2 separate regions of the Anser cygnoides genome follow, and region 1 is linked to region 2. A link is a contact called in public Hi-C data. All regions are on one chromosome and are shown on one strand. The core of a region is the stretch at or near the end of the contact, and the rest is flanking DNA. Distances in the headings are between cores, read along the strand shown. Region 1 holds the start of NARF (nuclear prelamin A recognition factor). Region 2 overlaps FOXK2 (forkhead box K2).

What was found. A called contact is a pair of places that touch in the nucleus more often than the background predicts.
Region 1: a Hi-C map of liver shows a contact between it and region 2, with 4 times the contacts expected there. The contact joins the promoter of NARF here to the enhancer-like site in region 2. A contact is called at or near these places in 2 of 7 Hi-C or Micro-C datasets (blood and liver).

Annotation. Positions count from the first base shown.
Region 1 is chr19:3,908,884-3,915,621 of Taihu_goose_T2T_genome, reverse strand. It overlaps NARF (nuclear prelamin A recognition factor), which reads left to right and starts at 1,307. Exons shown (of 11, transcript XM_048075998.2): 1 at 1,307-1,697; 2 at 2,235-2,315; 3 at 3,323-3,466; 4 at 5,148-5,280; 5 at 6,553-6,687. The coding sequence starts at 1,671.
Region 2 is chr19:3,863,545-3,870,611 of Taihu_goose_T2T_genome, reverse strand. The region is part of intron 1 of FOXK2 (forkhead box K2); the gene reads left to right. Among named protein-coding and RNA genes, the nearest start is that of FOXK2, 8.8 kb to the left of the region's middle. Within about 2 kb of position 2,236, at least 2 of the 3 cell types and tissues checked have open chromatin away from gene starts, as enhancers often do. A contact at or near this core is called in liver, where this site is marked.

The DNA of each region.
Region 1 (6,738 bases), core at 58-2,557, 46 kb before region 2:
AAAAAAAAAAAGGAAGTTACATCGTGGGGTTACAAACTTAAGCAGTGACGACTGTCTCTAGTTCTTGTACAACATTGCCATTTGTGCTTAACAGTAAATAAATAAGTAAAAACATGTGGTTTAAAGCTGTAGACCTTACCTGTACCAGGAAGAAACTTACGCAGCGCACTGCAAAGGAAAGTTGCAGTTCAGGGAGGAAGTTACATGCTTGGTGGAAGTTCTGTGGTTTAATTTCTGAAAGGTCATTTTTTATACTTGAAAAAATTCTCTGCTCAGCCATAGGCATATGCTTGTATGGCTGCTTAAATGGAGGGAGTGTGTAAAAAGCAGAGTGAGCAAGATACGGGTTGAATCTTCATGCTTAAATGGTACAACGTGAGATTTAGGAAGACAACCACTGACATGAATGTGAAGTGCCTTAACCGGTGCTGTCAGGGCGGCGAGGTGTGGGAGGCAGGGCTGTGCGCTCAGTAACGTTACGCTGAGGGTTTCATGATGCGTGTATGTGAACAGGGCACTGATACGTGTATTTTGTTCGAGAAATAGGAGATTAAGCCCTGTTGGCTTAACGTGCTTAATCTTGTTGTGTTTAGTAACTTCGAAGCAACCCCAGGAGCAGCTGAGAGCACTGGGGTTGTTTGATCTGGAGCAGAGGAGGCTCAGGGGAGACCTCATTGCTCTCTGCAACTGCCTGAAAGGAAGCTGTGGGGAGCTGGGGGTCAGGTTCCTCTCACAGATAACTAGTGATAGGACTAGAGGGAATGGCCTCAAGCTGCACCGGGGGAGGTTTAGGTTGGAAATGAGGAGCCATTTCTTCTCAGAAAGAGCAGTAAGGCAGTTGGGACGGGTTGCCCAGGGAGGTGGTGGAGTCACACAGTCCCTGCGGGTTTCAAGGAAAGGCTGGACGTGGTGCTTGGGGACACGGTTTGGTGGGTGATGGTGGGGGTAGGGGATGGTTGGACCAGATGATCTTGGAGGTCTGTTCCAGTCTTAATGATTCTAGGATCCTATGAACTCTTAAATAAAAGACCTGAGGGGGGGGGGGGGGTAAAAAAAAGCAATGGTAGGGAGAAAAAAAAAAAAAAAAAAGAGAAAAAAAATGTATGCAATAACTACGGAGGATGTTTAAACCACAAAAAAAGCCCGCAGCAGAATACCGAGGCCTCTCCCCTCCCCTTGCCGGCCCGGCGGCGCCTCACGGCGGGAGCTGCCGGGGAGGGGGTGGTGGGCGCGCGCCTGGCGCGTGATGCGCGCCCCCGGCCCCTCCCGTGCCCGCGCGGCGGCGGGGGCGAGCGCGGCGGCGGCGGCGGCTACGTGCCGAGGCTCAGGTCCACAATGGGCCCCGCCGCGCGGGGGGGCGGGGAGGCGGCGGCGGCCCCAGTTCCAGCCCCAGCCCCAGCCGGGAACCCGGCGGCGACGCGGCCGTGAGGCGCTGCCCAGCCCCAGCGCCGGCTCCGTGCCTTCGCCGGGGACGCGATTGAGCGCGGCGGGACGGTACGGTGCCCGCTTCTTCCCCTGCACCGCGGCCGCCCCGTCCGTGAGCGGCCGGTGCCTGGCGGTGCGAGGGACAGGGGGCGGGCACGGCGACAAAGGGCGGCGGGGCCGGGCCGGGCCCTCACCGACCTGCTCCTGTCCCGCAAGAGAGCCGGGTGGCGCCGGAGGGACCGCAAATGAAGTGCGAGAACTGCACCAAAAAGGTGAGCGGGGCGGCCGCGGGACCCCCCGCCCGGGGACTGCACCTCAGGGGGGCTCGGGGGGCGCCCCAAGGTCCCCGGGTCCCCGGCTGAGCCCCCCGGGAAGCCTGGCCGGGGGTGGTGGGGCCGCCCCTCAGGGCTCTTTGGGGCTGCTCGGGGTGGTGCTGCTGCCTGTTAGGGCTCTTCGGGGTTGTTCGGGGTGGTTTGGGGTTGTTCGGGGTCGTGGCGCTGCCTCTTCGGGGTTTCTCGGGGCGGTCACCGCGCGATGTGTGTCTCTGGCTTCTCGGCGTCCAATGTGATCTTCCCCTTGGGGTTCAAAATAATAGTAATCGCTGAGAACTGTGAAACCGATCAAGGGAATTTCTGAGGAATTATTTAATTGTATCCGACACGCTTGAAAATAAAGCCTTGACTATAACGGTGCAGCTCTCGTACTGTCAAAACCTGTAAATGAGCTAAAGGAGTTTTTAACTATCCAAATAGTTCTGTAACGATGTTGCTGGATGTATTTTGCGTAATACGTCTTATGTTTTGTTTCAGGAATGCAGTAAAAAACAGAAAAATGATGATTCGCAAAGTGCATCTGTTGATGCATTGAGTTCTAATGATGGCTTTGAAGAGGTAATGTTCCTTCTAAAAATTGTACCATGTGCTTCTTTTTGTTCTTGTTTTATCATGTGCCCCAAGGGCAGAGGTTCCAAATAGAGAACTTCCAAGCTCTGGATATAACACTGTATCAGTTATGACTCTGTATGTGTCCATAACATGAGAATCAAGAACCTTTTCAAAAGATGAAATAAAAAAACCTTGGTCTGCAAGCACAAACAATAATTAAATGTTTTGTTGTTGTTGTTTTTAAATTGTGTGTCAAAATTTTACGTTAATTCTTCATAATGGGGACAGGGCTTAGAAGGAAAAAAGTGGGATTTTGCCTGTTCAAGTGCACAAATGTATTATTTCTTTTATATAGGACAAACTTGTGTCACATACTGTTCGTCAAGAGGTAACTGTCTCCCTGGGAATAGGTTCTTAATTGAAGGAATTCATTATTTTTTTTTCCACAAGTAGCTCGGTTATCTTGCACTTCCATCCAAGTATTCCTTTTACCCCCACAGTTGAGCTTCCAACTGTATTTCAGTCAGAAATCTAGAACTGTTACTTTGCAGTAAATGGTCAATGTAACTGTAGGACTGCCTTCTGTTTGTTTTACCTAGAGGTAAAAGCCTAAGCCGTGTTGGTGGTAGAGGCATCTGGTTATTAAAGAGGCTTAATAGTTCAAATGAAAGTTTTCTGACTTGCTTGGTAAATTGTTGGTTACTGTCAACTCTGAAATTCAATGCAAATCTGGTTAATACAACATGTACTTCAGTGCTAAATTTAGACCGATGTGTTTACACTTAAACGTTTTGCAGTTTCACAGTAATAATAGAGCAGAACCATGAAGAAGGATTGAACAAATTACTTTGACTACTTTTAAAATATCTTTAATGTTATGCCAGCGTCATGGATAGTCTTGTTTTAAATAAAACAGTGAGAAGCAGATCTGCTTTTTATCTGGGTCATTGCAGAGATCTTGAAAATTGCTCGATCATTATTAAATATTTATGTATTTGTATCCTTTTTTACAGAAAAATGAGTTTCATGCATTGGCTAATGCTAAAATACTCCTTAGCGACTGCTTAGCATGTGACAATTGTATGACATCAGAAGAAGGAGCCAGAGTTTTCCAACAGAATCAGAAGGAGCTCTTTCGTATACTCAACCTTAATAAGGTAAAATGACACAAACAATAACGCACTGTTTTCTGTGAGGAGGGGAAGAGATTACAGAATGACTAAGAACTTAATTTCCCAAGGCAGTTAATATGAAGATCTGTGAGGATGTACTTTGTCCAAAGAGGAATGAAAACTTAAGGCAAGATGAACAGTAAAAGTACTTAACATAATTTTGCACTAGAGAAGCAAGATTACATCACTGGCCCTAAATGAAGAAAGTTATTGCACTTGCTGAAGTAAGATTTTTGGAAAACATAATTTCATTATTACTCTAACATCAAATAGGTCTGAGGTTCATTGTTTATAAATATTCACACCATAGTTACTAGCACTGTTCTGGGGGTTTCTTATGCCAATGTATCCACATAATACAAAGTTATCAAGACTAATTTTTGGAAGTAGAATTGGTTTTAATATATTTTTGAGCTGCCTATGTTTGGAACAAAAACTGTTGCCCTCAATTCTTAGCAAAGAATTGCTGTTTTCTGCTGAGATCTGTATTCCCTGGAATGTAACTGCTATGTATGGTGTTCAGATTTTTAGATCTTGATCCTGATTGAATTCAGTTCCATTCAAGTCTTCTGTGTCCTTACTTGGTCTTGAAAAGCTATTAGAATTAATGCTGGCATTTTCTTAATCTGTACATAAGTGTTGTAAATAAGATGATCGTTACGTAGTAATTTAGTTTTCTTAGAACTAGTTTAACTCTCCATATAACATGATAATATTGTACACAAGCGAAAGAGAGAAGAAAGGGGGGGGCAGGAGTGATACAACCCTTTCAGGTCACATAGGGTCTAATTGAGATGCAGACAGGTTACCTTAATCAGAACTTCTCAGGTCCAGAGAAGGACAGTGAGCAGGCGAGATGCTTTCCAGACAGTGGTGCTTGCAGGGTCAGTATAGTGTATTTAGGGTGTCTAAGAACAAACTATGGTCTCTAACCTTTTACAGGGTGAGACTTGTCTGTAGCATAGTCCTGGTTTCTCTTTCAAGTGTTCCACTGATCTGGACAACATCTCAACGAAACCACAAGGTTCATCCTCAAATAAATGTTAGAGTCATCTGAGCTTTACAATTGCATACCACTGTTTGTATTCTCAAAGGGTTCTTCAGTGCTCACAAATGCTGGTTTGTTAAGGATCCTATCTTGCCAGTTTCCTCTCAATTTTTTCAGTGATAGAGACATGGGAGTCTGAACAAAGGTTCAGATCTGTAATTTGCTGGGTTGAATTTGTAACTTTGAATGCCCATGCTCCTGGAAACACTAGTTCATTTATTTTAGTATTTAAACATTCTGCTTTTTTTCCTCACTTGTCAGTACTAGATTCTGGTAGGAATGAACACTTGATAGGTGCTGAATGTCTCTTAAATTTCTTTATGCCATTACGAGACCAACTACAGAATTGTCTTGGGACAGATGGATTTCCCTGAGTCATGCAAAAGCAACATCTACGGATGATTAGAGATAAACACTGACAGGATCAGAAGAACATCCTGTCCTGCCCTCAAGAAACGTGATCGTTGTTTCATAGGGGTTTTCATAATAAGGCCTGCTGAAGCATAGGACACTGAGGAGTAACTCCAGGAGTAGAAAAGGGAGGGAAAGGAGGGAGCATTACCCTTTTGTAATTACCCACCTTGTTTTCTTTGTGTTTTGTTTTGTTTTGTTTACCAGAAATGTGATACCTCAAAACACAAAGTGTTGGCAGTGTCTATATGCCCTCAGTCATTGCCTTATTTTGCTGCTAAATTCAATCTCTCTGTCAATGATGCAGCCAGGAGACTCTGTGGTTTCCTCAAAAGTCTCGGTAAGTTTGGGGTTGTTACGGTGGAGCAGAAAGGGAGGGTTATTTTATGTTTTTGCTTCCTCAGCAGAACTGTTTGTTACGCAGTCATAAAGCACTATTTAGTTTAGAGGTGAGTTCGAAATGTGTACTCTGTGGTATTAGTGACCGTGCACCAGTGTGACATACACTGGTTTCAGGAATAGATTTGAAGCATGACTGTGTTGATAGTAAAGGTCAGAGAACAGAAGGACGTTATAGAGCCATCTTTGAAATGTTCACTATGAAGAAATCAGGGAGGATTTGGCTGTGAGCTTCAATAAGATTTCTCCCTTGTTTTCTAACTTAGGGGGAGGGGGATTATCCTAAGTGCCTACCAGCCCTTTGACATGAATCTCTAGAATATTATCAGGTGTTTTTTTTTTCTGTATTTTCAAGTGACTCACAAAAACTGTTGTATCTGCTTATTTTATGTTAAAGCTGAATTTACTTTGTTCTTTATACTATATATACAAAGTTTAATTTGAAAAAAACAAGGGTTTTCTTCTTTAATGTACTTGAGGGAGGAAGAAGGACGGTAATAAATCCGTGAATTGTTTCCTGCCTTATATTTTTTTTATTTTTCAGGTTTTTTTTTTAATGCATGTCTGTACCCCGTATATTATTTTCTGCGTCCAAAAAGAGAGCCAAGTTCTGGTGGGCCCCAGTTTTCTTAGAATACGTTATTTATCTTTGCCTCACTTGCTGCAGGGACGTGCTCAATATTACGTAGGTGTATAGGGAGTGTGTTGCTAAACAAGCAGATGGAAGGTCTCTGCTGTGTTGCTGATATGCCCGTGTACCTTTGCAGACAACTTAAGCAGAGGAAGATACGCCTCTTAGCAGGATACATGTTGTTTTTTTTGTGGATAAGAAGTCACTTCACGTTTTGTAAAGAATGCTCATTCTCAAGAGTCACTGCATATAGCCCTGGGGTCTTGAGATCCTATGCAATTGGACAAACAAAAAGCAAATATTTTCTGAATGAAAAGCTTGCCATAAGGAAGCTGACAGCTATTTGAAGTTTTGCTAGTCAGAGTTAGCAAGTTGGTGGTCCTTTTCAATTAATGACACAGAAGATAGCTTTTCAGCGTACAGCTTTTGTTTTTGACTGTACTAATTGTGAAATTTTGGTAGAGAGTAGAGAATATATCCATTGATCTTCCAAGATTTTCTGTAGACCTAGGATTTGGAAGGATTTGTGTGAGATGGAAAACATTCCACTCATTCACTGTTCCTTACTATTGTATTTCATAGGGGTGCATTATGTATTCGACACCACTATAGCTGCTGATTTCAGTATCCTGGAGAGCCAGAGGGAATTTGTGCAGCGGTATCAACGGAGGAACCAGGAGGAGCATGCCTTACCAATGTTTGCCTCTGCTTGCCCTGGTGAGAACTGATTTCTCCAACCTTTTTCCTCCAAGGAATTAAGGGTGCTTT
Region 2 (7,067 bases), core at 987-3,486:
ACTGTTACTATCATCATATTCCTTATAGCATATTCTTGGGTGCTTTGAGTTTGAGTCTTAAGCCATTTTTTTTTTTTTACCTTACAAGAACCTTCTAACATCTGTTTATGGAACATGAGATGTTTCTCACTGAACTTTGTCCTTGTTATATTATTTTGATAATGTTTGTCCCTTCACTACTGAAAACAATTGCAATTCCTTAACCTTTGTGTAAAAGTGTTTTCGTACTTAATCATCTCAGCCACTCTTCTCTGAATCTTGCTCAGTTCTGTAGTTATCCTTAGGGACAGGGTAAGAAGTATTTCAGAAAAGGCAGATGCACAAAAAAATACATCTCTGTTTTTAAATGATCTTTTCTTTGTGGTTTTCTGTTGGCTTAGGGAACGGCACTGATCTATTTTTCAAAAAAAAAAAACAATGACCTTGATAAAACTTTGATTTCTGAAAAGACAAACTTAAGTTAGAATGCTGTATCATGAAAAGAAGATTTTAAATTACATTTTTCTTACTGAACTTAATTATACTTTGTGGGTTTTTATTTAAATTTGCCTTCAGCTTTTGTTTTTTTATTTAGCTTATTCACACTTCTGTAATTTCTCTTTGATTTTTGACCAATGTAAAGGATTTTATCATGTACTTGTTTGGCTATAGTCTTACCCTCCACTCCCAATTGTCAGCTATTTTTCTGCCATCTAAACCACAACTTCTATTATTGTTTTAGTAGAATCTGCATCTGGCATGTATGATATTGGTACCACTACAGTTTCCTCCTTCAGATGCCAAAAACGTGTTCCAGATAAGCTGGACCTTGGCAACTTAATCTGCTTCATTTTCTTGGAAGGTTAGGTTTATTTACAATACCATATCATAAAGTTATGTGATGTGGGAGTGCTGGAAGGAGACTGAAGAAGAGTTCAGTTAAAAGTTAAAGTAAAAATCCTTCCATGGTGGTGAATAAACTTCATGGATTGTAATGGTGATGTTCCTCTAAAACAGAAGTGCCAGCCTTTCTGAGTTTTCATAGCAAGTTAGATAATTTTATTCAAACACCTACAGCTGTGTATGCGTAGCAAATATTCTGACAATCAGAGCTCTCAAAGAAACAAAAATCAGCAAACACCCTTTGCACAGTGATGTTCTAGGACTGATGTAGTCTAATAGCAAAAATGGAGAAGTCATTTCAGTCTGAGGTATGTTTTAACAGATACTTTTAACTGTTTACTTTGAGTTATATATGTCCTGTATACATGTCCTGACCAAGCAAACAGGTATGTAAAACATACAGTGGCAAAAATGGCAAAATAACGTGAAGAAAAATCACAGAATTTTGCTCAGTTGCAATTATAACTAATAATAACTGTGATTCTCAATGTTAAATACAGTAAATGTTGCATCTGGTAAAGATCAGCTTCTCTGATTATTCTTCAAGCCTAGTGGTAAAACCAGTAACCTGTTCGAAGTGGGCAAAGAAACTCTAGAACAACTTTTGAATCATGAGGTCCCATTTTTACTGAGGTGTTTATTTTAAACATAGAACAGTGGAGATTAATTAGCAATTTATTTGGCAAAGATTGTATGTCATCCAAGGCTGAGTTGCAAAGTAGTGGGGGTTTTGCATTGCCAGTTAGCATGCAGTACTGCTGCTGTGGCTTTTTAAGAAAAAAAAAATCCTTCTGTGGTGTTGATTTTAGAGCTGCTGCTTTGTGAATAATTATCTTCTGAGGGTGAACGGGATGTTTTCAATTTAGAGCGTTTGTCTGAATTTTGTCGTCTGCTGTTGCTTGAAACAAACCGAGGCGTTAAGGTTGCGTGCTTTATCTTTATCTTTTTGGTTGCCAACAGCATCTTCTCCAACTCCATTGCAGTTTCACGCGCGTGACCGCTCGTTTCCCAGAACCGCTCGAGGGTGACGGTCTCGCCTCCCAAAACTGCTCGTACAACCCAACAAAACGTGTTTTAACCTCAGCCGGCAAAGGGCTGTGGCGTAACCGTGAAATAATCCTGTCAGAAAACGCCGCTACGCCGCCCTCAGTCCTGCCCGGACCCGTTTTTCTCACAGAACCCTTGGGGCGGTGCCGGGATCGCGCTCCCGGCGCCGCCCACGGCCTCGTAGTGTTTACAAACAGACGGTGGAGCCGAGCCCTGCTCCGTTCCTGCCGTAAAATGCACGGCCCGCGGAGCTAAGCCCCCCCCGCTGCCTGGCTGCGGTCTATCAGAGCCCGGGGCGCCGCCGCCATGAGGCGTTGGGGGCGCGGAGCAGGCTGGGTAGCAGGGCGGAAAGCGAGCTCTCCTCACAGGAGGGACCCCGCGCCTTGGGGGGGGGGGGGTTGCACGGGTAGACCCCCGTTGCCAGGGCTGTCCTGGCTCTCGAAGCCCTTGTTTCCTTTTCTCTGAGGTCAATAGGATGCTGTAGAGTAGGGAAATGGGGTAGCGGGCAAGGTTAAACATCCAGTTGAGGTCTCCTGTGGTGCGGCCACTCCGCACCCCAAAACCAGACTCTGAAACTAGGGGAGAGACGTTCATCTTGGGGTCATTTCGGATGGAAAAGACCCTTAAGATCAGGCACTTTTGAAAGTGTTATGCTTTCTGGTCCTTTTCTGTTATTACTTAAGTAATGAGATCTGAAAGACTCCTTGGAAGAAAAAAAAAAAACTCTTGAGGTAAAACGCTATCTTCTATTAGTTCTTAATTTGAGGTAAAACACTATCTTCTCCAATTCTTAATTTGAGAAAAAACACTATTTTCTATTCTTAAGTCACTTCAAGAGTTGGCTGAGTATTTAACACAGGAGCTTCACACCATCCTGATCGTTTGCTATTTTTAACATTTTGCAGTAATTACGTGATGCTTTTTTAATACTTACCCATGACAAAAAAAATGCGTTTGTGAGAAAGCAACCGAATCACAGCATGAATCCTAATAAGTTTTACACACACTGTTAAAGTTAAGCATGTAAGGAGTTCAAGTGTGGTTATCAGGATTACTTAGAAACGTGGTCGTGCATAGCAGCAGTTTTGAGGCTGTGTTGGAGGAAGTTTTTACTGCTTACTAAGGTCTTCTCACCTAGTAAATAGAAAAAAATGTGTGCTTGGCAGGTGCTGAGGAAGGGGATATAAATATGTGAAATCTTTATTCAGTTGTGCAGGTTTTGATATTTGAGGTGCTTACCTTGTTAAACTGCATGTGAATGTTATTGAAGAGTGGTTTTGCAAATTTACTTCTTAGGTTTTTGTTTAACAAAAATCAAATCTTACTGAAAGCTTGTGACAGTTGCTGTAATAAAAAGATTATGGATAGCCCCTAATGGCTTTTAAAAGCTGTTTAATGCTGCTTGTGTCAAAGTAAGCAATTAAGGTCACTTAATCTGTTTGATTATTCATCTAGTTGCTCTGGTGGCATCCCATGTGTTTGGATTGGTGAAAATGTGCGTCTTGAGAAGGCTGCTTCACAGCTTTGTAGCCCTCTGTACAGAGCACGTGTGTAATGTGAAAGCTGAGGAAAGAAAACCCCTGGTTATATGACAGACAGTTCACTAGCCCCAAGCACAAGCAGACTGTAAATGGACATCCTTGTGTTGCTATAGCATGGGCTTCAGAAAAAAAAGATCACATCCAATGTAGTCATTTAAAGGCAGCTTACTAATTAAAATAGTATTAATAAATTAGACCTTATATAGTGTTTATACGTTCCTGTTAAACTTCAGTCAGGTTGTTGTAAGGTTAGAGGATGAAATAAGGTTTGCTGAGTCTCAGTTTCTGTGGTGCAAATACGCTGCTGCATAATTTGATGTGAACTGGAGAGTATTTGGCCACTTGGCACAGAGGGCCAGGAGAGGCAAAGTGTGGAGACTGCTTTGAGACCTTCGTTTGCTTCAGTGGCAATGGCGGCACCTCAGAAGATTAAATTTTGGTCAGTAGGTTGGAGCCCCAGTTCTGTCCTCAATAGTCAAGGTAACCATAGGGCAGATGGGGGAGAATGAAGTCTTTTTGCTTACCCTCAAAGCTGATGGAGAAAAAATTGGTGGAATAATATGTATCTGCTGTGCAGCTCCAAGATAAGGACCAGGTTATGTTCACTTGGTGGATTTCTGGGGAATGAAGAGGCTCAGAAATAGCTCAGGCGAATTGTGTGTAGATTGAATGGTCCTTCTACTTCCAACTGCTCCGCTCCCCCCTTTATCCAACAGAAAACAGAACTACAAGTGGGCAGGCTGGAATGACCTTAAAACTGTGATTCTTGTATGGTCACAAAGAAAGTGACTAAATCTGCACCAGTTTAGAAAAACATTGGCAGAAAGATGTCAGCAAGATCTTAAAATGAGTATTACTTTCGACAACAGAATTTGTTGTTTGCTCTACAGTGTTGGAAATAGGAAAGTAAACAGACTTTCTGCTAGACACTTTCCATAGGGTAGCATACTGATCGTTGGACACTCAAAAGTATTTTCAGTGTATATTATAAAGCTCTACTTGGCATTCTGTGTTAGCAACTGTTCCCTACCCCGTTCCGTTATGAAAAGAACAGGAACTAATATCAGCTTGTGAGTTTAGGATCGGATGTTATTCATAAATTAACACAAATTAAACAAAGCTGTGATTCACATAATGGAAAACGTTAAAGTATCATTAATGCTTCGAAGTTTTGCAGACTGAGCAACCATAAGAGTGGTAGAAAGTGCTGCTGGCCTGATGGGAATCTACCTGGCTGCTGTCCCAATCGGCCTGTTTCCTCTAGCTGTGGGCGTGGGAGTGTGTTAGGAGATGGAAATCCATTGGTAATGTTCAGCCGGCGTACCCCTCAGGATCCCTCACCAATTGTTAGCAAAGCAGGCACAACATTGCTATAGTCAGACCACAGCCAAGAGATTAAAAAAAAAACGTTGAGAATCTGGGAGTCATAACTGGCTCTCTGATGCTGCATCTTTTCTGTGCCAAACATATGTTGGTATAGAAGGAACTCTGATTCTAAATAACAAAGTGTGGGCAAGATTTAACTGAAGTTTTCCGTAAAAGAAACCAGCTCTCTAAATGTTGCTATATTTTTCACTGTGTCTGATGTGATAATGCAATCAGATAAATGGACGTAACTGTTCTGGAACTGTATTGTTGTTGTTTATAGCAAGCGTTGACACAATCCTAGGAGTAAAAATAAGGTTTGCCAGACCTTGCAGGTAGCGTCCACCGTGTGCTGTTCTGGCTCATACACGTAGGATTTCTACGATTAAAGCTCTGTTGGCTCAGACGTGCAAAAGCAGAAGTTTGAATTTCAAATTTAGTACTGGGTGTTTGTTAGTGAGTTGATTGGTTTTGACCAGAGCATAAGAATGTTTTTAAAGATTATTGCCAATACTTGCAGAGCACTTATGTACCACTGAGGAAAGCATTTATGTCTTCTGAATTAATAAATGAACTCCAGTACTGTCTGGGAAACAAACGCAACTTAAGTTGGAAATGTCAGGCTATTTGGGCTGTTGCGATGAAGAGTGTGCCGTGTATACATCTGTTTATAGACATAGATAATTTCTAGCACCCACTTCACCGTTTATAGGCAAAAGTGCTTCTTAATTGTTTTCTTCTCAATCCTGACAGTGCCTGGCCTTTGTAACAGAGGAGCACTGCAGACGTGTTGACAGGGTTTTGGTCAGGTACGTTGTTCCCGATGCAGGTGCTACATTTGAGTAAGTACAACTAATGCCTTCCCTTTGGGAACCTGTAATATTCTGAAGTAAAAAAAAAAAGCTGATGTGGGTTCTTGATCACTTTTTCATATCTTCTGTGACATTTCTCTCTTTGATGTGCTCTGACCCTCAGCGAGGAATCTGTTACAGCGATTGGAGGTCTAATTCTGTTTTGTCACGTCAGATCGCTTGCTTACTTTCTTGTGCCCTAGTTCTTAGAGAAAACTAGGGCTGAGTCAGGTGTACGCGCAAATAGACTGTCTCGCCTGAAACTTTTAAAGCACTGCACTTGTATGATGTGGATGTCATAGTGCCCAAGATGGGGAGCTGCCTCTAGCATTTTTCTCCTTCTCAAAAGGCTGTCAAATCCCTGTGGTGTGCAAAACCCTATTTTTTTTCTGTGATCAGTTGAGGCTGACGGGGGGAGTTAAAGCACGCAGCTTCCCAGGTGCCACCCCCCTGCAGCGTGGCTGGGTGCCCCCCCTGCCTGCCTTCCCGGTGTCGGGCTGGTTTCCCCCCGCTCGTTGCCCTACAGCCAGCCCCGGGCATGTGCTGCCCGCCCGACCTCGGCTGCGGGCGGGGCCAGCGGCCTCCCTCCGGGGCCCGGCGCTGCCTCCCGCAGGTGCCCCCGGCCCTGGGAGGAGGGAAGGGGCTGCGGGGGGAAGCCGGCAGCACACGGCCCCGGCGGGCAGACCGAGCGCGCCCCGCCTGCCTCGCCTCGCCTCCCGGCCCCGTTCTGCCCCGCCGCGGGGGCGCTGCCCGCTGCCGGCTCCGCTCCGGGCTCGGGACTCCGCTCCGCGTTTTCCAGCCCTCCCCCGCGCTCCCGGCCCCCGCCACCCGAACGTGCAGCGCGGCTCCGTCCTCAGCGCCGCTCCTCATTGGCCGCGCCGCCATAGCCCCATGGGCGTGCGGGCCGCCCATTGGCCACGCGCCGCCGTCCATCAGCGGGCGGCGGAGTGCGTCAGGGCGGGCGGGGGGGGGAGGAGGAGGAGGAGGAGGGGGGAGCGGCGGCCCCTTCCCTGCCTGTGGCTGGCGGCGGCTGCGGCTGCGGGGCCGGTGCGGGCGGAGGGGCGCAGCGGAGGGCGGCCTCGCTGCCTCGCGGCCTCCCGGCCTCGCTCCCTCCCTCGCTCGCTAAGATGGCGGCGGCGGCGGCAGCGGCGGCGGCGGCCGTGGCGCGGCTGGAGGGCCGGGAGTTCGAGTACCTGATGAAGAAGCGCTCGGTGACCATCGGCCGCAACTCGTCGCAGGGCTCGGTGGACGTGAGCATGGGCCACTCCAGCTTCATCTCCCGCCGCCACCTGGAGATCTTCACCGCCGCGCCCCCGCCGCCGCCACCGCCGCCGCCGCCGGCCGGCTCCGACGGGCCGCCGCCTCCTGCGCCTCAGGGCGA